2 separate regions of the Sus scrofa genome follow, and region 2 is linked to region 1. A link is a contact called in public Hi-C data. All regions are on one chromosome and are shown on one strand. Each heading gives the region's core, a stretch centred on a gene start, on an enhancer-like site or on the middle of the called end of the contact. The rest is flanking DNA. Distances are from core to core; before and after follow the strand shown.

Evidence for each region. A called contact is a pair of places that touch in the nucleus more often than the background predicts.
Region 2: a Hi-C map of liver shows a contact between it and region 1, with 3 times the contacts expected there. The contact joins the promoter of HSD11B1 here to the promoter of C9H1orf74 in region 1. A contact is called at or near these places in 3 of 47 Hi-C or Micro-C datasets (blood, liver and omental adipose tissue) and 1 of 2 datasets of contacts at active chromatin or transcription factors (skeletal muscle).

The regions. Positions count from the first base shown.
Region 1 is chr9:133,186,148-133,189,714 of Sscrofa11.1, reverse strand. It overlaps C9H1orf74 (UPF0739 protein C1orf74 homolog), which reads right to left and starts at 1,844. Exons shown (of 3, transcript XM_021063892.1): 1 at 1,640-1,844; 2 at 93-1,011. The coding sequence starts at 916. The coding sequence ends at 125.
Region 2 is chr9:133,256,011-133,259,561 of Sscrofa11.1, reverse strand. HSD11B1 (hydroxysteroid 11-beta dehydrogenase 1) reads left to right here and starts at 2,244. Exons shown (of 6, transcript NM_214248.2): 1 at 2,244-2,433; 2 at 3,193-3,323. The coding sequence starts at 2,346.

The DNA of each region.
Region 1 (3,567 bases), core at 595-3,094:
AGAAATGGAAAATGTATTACAGCATTCTTCCCCAGTGTCTGGTACTTGAGATCATACCTATTTGCCGTCCTTAACAAGAGCTGATCACTTACCGAGCACCTTCTATGCGAGGAAAGAGTTACAGTCAGAGGGCCACAGCAGGCAGGGTGACCACCTCGGAGGAGATGCTGAGGTCAGCAAAGTCATTCTGAGTCCTACATCGAGTTCTAAGGTCCTTCTCCCAAGTATTTAGAATGTCCCTCAGGGCCGGGAACAAGCTCTCTGGGACGCTAAAGGAATAGAGCAAGACTGGTGGTTGACTGTGTCGCCAAGAGATCCGGGCAGTGAATACCCGTAGTGGAGTCAGGGCTAAGCAATTGTCACCTCCCTGGCTCACGTGAAAGGTATAGGGGACAGGATAGCCCAGGAGGATCCCAAACACAGTACAGAGATTCCAGTCTGAGGAACAGAGCCTGCTGCTGGAGACTGCCAGGGACAGGTCCGTCTTCAGTCCCTGCAAATGAGCGATGATCTCAGCCAGGAGGGCCTTCAAGTCCTGAAGCTGGTCCAGGGAGCAGACGGAAGGGTGAGGCTGAGCGCTGGAAACATCCACAAAGGCTACGGAACCAAGCAGCACCTGCTCCAAGTGCTGACACACACGCTCAGGACAGACAATCAGGCTGTCTTCTCCAATCTCAAGAATGTGAAGCCCCCGGGTCGGGAAGCCCAGGCCCTGCAGCTGCTCCAGATAGCTCTGGAGCTCTGCTGCCCCTGCACAGTTGCAATCATAGAGCAGAGCTGGCTTAAGTCCCCTGGCCACAGCCAGCACCTCTCCGGCTAGATGAAGGCACACGGCTCGGGGTGGGCCCCGGCTCCTCCCCATGCCCAGGGTCTGCTGAGCAGCTGCCACCAGCAGCTGAAGACTCAGTGTTGACATGGACTCTGGAAGCAACAGTAAGCATGGCCTCCTTAACTAGTCACAGTTCCCTCCCCTGGGCTGCATCTCTGAGCTCCAGACACTTGAAGAAGGGCCTAAAAACAAAGCAGTAGCAGGGGATTATTAGCACCAGCCAGTGACATACCAGGAAACCTGACAATAGCCTTCCCTTAAGTCTTACAGCATCTTCCAGAGGTCACTTCCCCTCCCTCTGCTTTGGAATGCTAACCCAGCCCAGATAAAACGGCATCACCAATGGCACCCTGATTTTTTGGTGACTTAGTCTCTCTTAGTTCCAAATTCAACTGTCTCTCTGGCCTTAAGGTTATATTTACACTCTCTCTGGCTTCCCTCCTAAATTTTCCTGTTGTAATTTACCTTCTCTGATTCACACCTGAAGGAGGTCGGGGCCGAAAAGAAGCAGAGCACTCTCTGGCAAAATTCAGAGCATTTCACCTAAAACTGTCCTCTGAGACAGAGTAGGTTCCACATGTACTCTTTTCATTGCCAACTCCTCTTTCTCTTCCGGCCAAGAATAGTTGTAAGAATAGCGGTCTGATTAAACGATACACACTAGAATGTGGACTACCAAACATCTCATGTTGAGACACAAAGTAAATAAGTTAAATTGGCTGGAACTGCAAGAGGCTTGTCTTGCAACTTCTGCAGGCCCCGCCTCCCCCTACTGGTGGACAGTCACTGGCCCTCGGACGACAGGCTCACCTCAACCCCCACGCCCTTTCCTGGGCACAGTACAGGGATTTAGTAAATGAGGCAGAGGTCTCCCTTGCACACACAGACGTCCTTCTACTTCCCCTGCAGATTCGCGGGCTCAGGAACCCCTTCCAGTTTCCTGCCCGCTGCCCGGAAGGCCGCGAGACCCTGTGCTCCGCCGCGAAGCTAGAAGTCCCGCCCGCAAGGGGAGGTCCCTTACCGCCCGCAGGGGCCGGGGAGGCGAGGTCTGCCTGCTGCGCATGCCCAGCACATGCCCTGTCCCGCCGCTTTCCGTAACGTCACCCGGTCCTCTCGCGCTCCCCGCGTAGGAACCACCGGCAGGCCGCGCGGCTGCATACCGGAAGTGCTGGTGCCTGAGGTCCGGCCCCTTCCGGCCCGGCTGATCCCGGCCCCGCCCCCCTGCGCCGGAAGAGGAAGGGAAGGGAGTGGACGGAAGGAGGCGGGACCGGTTGAAGCCGCCAGCTCTTCGCTTGTGTGTTGTTTTTAAGTCCAGTGTCCCGTTTGACCAGGGAGGCAGAAGCGGGGCACGCCGAGCAGAAACACCTTTGATTTGTGTCTGGAGAAGGACGCTTTCCCCTGCAAACGAAATATCTCAAGGCAAGCGACGTGTTTTGCGTGATACTTTCACCTGTGGGTGGTGCTGCAAAGTTTTTTTTGTTTTTGCTTTGACCTGCCTAAATCCTAAATTTGAGAGGCTGAGGTCTGAGAAGTGGGTGGAGAAGTGTCCTGGCCAAGGTTTGCTTTTTGTCTTTTTGCCTTTTCCAGGGCCTCTTCTGAGGCGTATGGAGGTTCCCAGGCTAGGGGTCTAGTTGGAGCTGTAGCCGCCGGCCTGCACCAGAGCCACAGCAACGCGGGATCCGAGCAGCGTCTGCGACCTACATACACCACAGCTCACGACAGCGCCGGATCCTTAACCCACTGAGCAAGGCCAGGGTCGAACCCGCAACCTCGTGGTTCCTAGTCGGGTTCGTTAACCACTGCGCCACGACGGGAACTCCAGGTTTGCCATTTCTAAGCACGGTGTGAAGGCATGAGTCTTCACCCTGGACACATGTGTACTAGGCCTGCTTTAGGTGCTGGAGGTACTTACTGCAGTGTACATAACAGACAAAAACCCCTCCTTCCTGGAGCTCAGTTTGGTCGAATTCTGTTTGCTGACTTCAAAGTGAGAAATAAGAGGCAGAGATGCAGACACTTTTTTTTGTTGTTGTTGTCTTTTTAGGGCTGCACCCGTGGCATATGGAAGTTCCCAGGCTATGGGTGGAATCATAGTTATAGCTGCCAGCCTCCCCCACAGCCACAGCAATGTGGGATCTGAGCGGTGTCTTTGACCTACACCACAGCTCACAGTAACGCTGGATCCTTAACCCACTGAGCGAGGCCAGGGTTCGAACCCATGTTTTCATGGATACTAGTCGGGTTTATGAACCGCTGAGCCACAACGGAACCCCCTAAACACTTTTCAATCAAATCATCAGGTAAAAACAGTTATTTCACTGAAAGTTTAACTTCTTTACCAGCATTATGACCCATCTCACAGAGGGAAAGAATTTCTTGAAAAAATTTGTCTCTGAATAAATGGCCGAAGTTCATTGATAGATAATAAATAGGCAAAGGCTAAGGGAACTGCAGGCGCCTACACAGGCTCCATCTTAGTAGTATCTGCAGACTGTGTAGAGACCCCTGAGGAATAAAGGTGGGGCCAGCCTGCAAGGAGGGCAAGCTTGTAGGGGCTCCCATTCTAACCCTGGTTCTTAACTCAGAGGGACTCAGAAGCAGAGACTAGAAGCTAATTTTAGGACTTTTTTCCTTCCCCATATTTATTTTAATTTCTCACAGTAGTTAGCAGTCAGTCCCTAAAATGACTTAGTTCATTTATTCTAACCATAAATATCTGAGAACACACTAGGTACCAG
Region 2 (3,551 bases), core at 995-3,494, 69 kb before region 1:
CGGGGGTGTCTTGCCATGGTCCCCGTGTCTCCCGTAAGGGCATTTGCAATGCTGGAGTGGCTGCTTCCTGAGCTGACCGGAGACGCCTGCTCCTAGGTTCGGGAGAATCTGGCTGCGGGGGTGATATCGCCTCGGGAACTTCAGAAGCAGAAGCAGGAGGAGAAATAGAAGGCAGTGGGCTATCTGGCATCTGGGGACCTTCGGCTCCTGGAGGTGGGGCCGGCAGCACATAAGGTGGTGGCATAGGGGGCGAGTCCTCAGGTTCCCCTTGATAAATAGGTGGCACCTTCTTTTGGACAAGGTTTTCTTCTTGGACTGGGCTACTAGCACCCTACACGGTCCCTGGTTTGTGGTGCAGAACCGAACCCATGGGGGCCTCAAATAGGCAATTTCCAACCATTGGTCAATGTATGGAAAGGGTCTGGGTGTCCAGGGTCTCCTGTTATAACATTATATACTGCTGCAACTGTGAACACACCTAAGGTCCCTTCCGGAGGCCAGCCAACACCAAAGGAGGGCCACTCTAGGGTACAGAGGGTACCCAGTTTTCCAGGACTCAGCTTAACACCATAATCTCTAGAAAATCCTTTCTTAAAATTCTTAACCATACACTCTAAGACAGTGGGCTTGGAAGCTGATTTACCCATTGTGTGAAGTCCCACCCTGTGCTGGTGACGTAAGACAAACAGCAAGGACAAGGCCTTAGGTAACAATCGCTTCGTCCGCCTGACGGCTCCCCCAGAGGAGATATTTCAGGCGCCTCTTGACATAGGTGGGACTGTATAAACCCCAACGTCAGGATCCCCCCGAAGAGGGCCACCAGAAGCCGTATGAGGTCTCCGCGGAACTGCAGGTTAGGACTCACTCTGGCTCCGCAGTCCAAAGACGGGGGATCACGGGCTCCCGTTCTCTCCAGACACACACACACACACACACACACACACACACACACACACACACACACACACACACACCCCAGAATTGACAAGCCTCCCGATCCAAGGGAGCAAATCCAATAAAAGGACCGGAGTAGGGGGAGAAACCCTTAGTAATTAAATGGTTTCCTGGCGCCGTTGGTCACTTGCAGAATTCTGGGTTTGCTCTGTGACCGGGTAATGTTTATGGTTTGGTTACCTGGTTTGAAGTTGCAAAAGGTACCAACGGTGTATCTTAAGATCTTTCTTTGAGGATTGTTCCTTAATGAATTCTTGCTGCAGACATAACCACGGTGGTTATTTCTGTATTTCTGAGTATATTCATTCCGTGATAAAGTCTGAATTACTAAGGGTTTCTCCCCCTACTCTGGTCCTTTTATTGTTACTAGATTAGCTATTAGCTGAATATGGGTTTTCAGGCTGGCTTTGCTTCAGGTGCTTGTTCTTTCTTCTTCTCCATCAGAAACTCTCTTCCCAGCATCATCTCTGGGTCCTTTTATTGTTACCAGATCAGCTATTAGCTGAATATGGGTTTTTCAGGCTGGCTTTGCTTCAGGTGCTTGTTCTTTCTTCTTCTCCATCAGAAACTCTCTTCCCAGCATCATCTCCATAGTTCCTGGTCCCTGTAGCACTTATGAGACCTACGTTAATAGCCTAGAGCCTCTTTTCTTGGCACTCACCAGTTCTTCTTTGTTTGCTGTTAAAGTAATAAGTGCACATTCCATTGCACTTGTCTGAGAGTCTTGACCGGTCATGGGTTTCCCGCCATCTGGGTTCTGGCTGGCTTGCATTCCCCTTTGATGTTGTAACATTGTTCACTGAACTTGAGTGTGGGGTTTATAGGGCTTGTTTGCTTTCTTTTCTTTTTTTCCCAAGATGTGCCCTTTCTCTCTCAAGCTTATTTTTCTGATTTGTGCTGTTATTTTTAATTGCTTCCGACTGGGAGGTGGGGCTGAGAGTGAGGTTTGCTTGACTTTGGCTCTCTTTGCTGTTACTCACACTTGCCCGCACACACTGCCGCTGCCTTTTGATATACCACCCTTGAAAGGCCGTTGATTCCTGGCGTAAATGGCGTTCAGAGGAAGATGGGCTCGGGGCAGGGACGCTGAGGAATCTGGTCCTGTACAGTCTTGAGCTTGGCCATCTGGAAGTCTCTTCTTGCTCAATGAAATGGAGTAAACATTGTCCATTATGAAATCTACCACGCAGGCTGCCAGGGACGAATGGATCCCACCCAAAGCCAATCGCTGCTCTGACAGGGAAATTGGCTAGCTCTGCCTGAGACTACTCCAGCCTCCTCCGTCCCTGATGTCACAATTCAGAGGCTGCTGCCTGCCTAGGAGGTTGTAGAAAGCTCTGTAGGTTCTCTCTGTGTGTCCTACAGGGCTCCTCGGGCCAGGTCCCTGTCTGATGGCTTTTATGAAAAAATATCTCCTCCCTATTCTGGGGATCTTCTTGGCCTACTACTACTATTCCGCAAATGAGGAATTCAGACCAGGTGAGTACCGATGTGTCTAATTTTGGAGGGATGGATTTAAAAGCCCAGGGATGGCTAGAGTGTTTCTGAGGATCGAAAATGAGTTCGTGATCCCCAGACTTGCTGGGCAAGAGGGGACCCGAGGGTGAAACTGTATTTTTATAGCTTCCAGCCAGAGGCTGGGTAACTGGGGTGTGGGGAGGGATAGTCATGGTGCTAAAAGATTGCCAAATGGTCTCTGTTTTATTTGGCACCTTTAGTCAAAAGCCGTTTCAGATCGCCTACAAAAATGAGGGTAATTCCAAAATTTACAACGTGTACAGATAATTGGGCTCTATGGAGAGACAGAGCAGTGGGAAAAGAGATAGCATGCTGGAGTTGATGACTAAGAGAAGCGAGAGAAAATCCCTGGAATCACTGTGAGCACATGTGTTTTGATGACTTTTTGAATTTTATTTCAATTGAGCAATTGGATGAGCCCAGAAATGTCTGGAACTCCAGGGTTCTAGCTGAATCCTCTGTCCACAGGGTTTTTGTTTTTTGTTTTTTGTTTTTTAAAAGACAGCAGGAAAGGCTTGGTTTTGAACAACCAACCCAAACTCCCATTTCAGAGCATGTTTATGAAAGACTCGAACTATTCCTTCATTGATTTACATGGTTTGAGATGAGTTGATCTGGGCTCATAGCCTTGAGACATTGAGACAAGGCTGCCCACCCCCAGAGCAGGGGAAGGACTTCTGCGGCCGAGTGTGGTCCTCACTTCCTTGTGGGGTTTCCCAGAGATGCTTCGAGGAAAGAAAGTGATTGTCACAGGGGCCAGCAAGGGGATCGGAAGAGAGATGGCCTATCATCTGGCGAGGATGGGAGCCCATGTGGTGGTGACAGCGAGGTCAGAAGAAACTCTCAAGAAGGTGAGGGTCCTGCACCCACAACTCCGTGTACCCATATGTGCCCAGACGTATCCTCTTTTTAAGCCTCAAGAGTTTTTTATTTTAATTTTCATACTATAGCCCATAGTCCAGTAATCCTACTTTCTACTACCATTAATTTCTCCCTTAGAATGTCCTCTCTCCCCTACTCCTCAGCTTCTAAATTCAAATCATATCCACAGTGTCCTGGTTCACCCAGATGTATTCTTA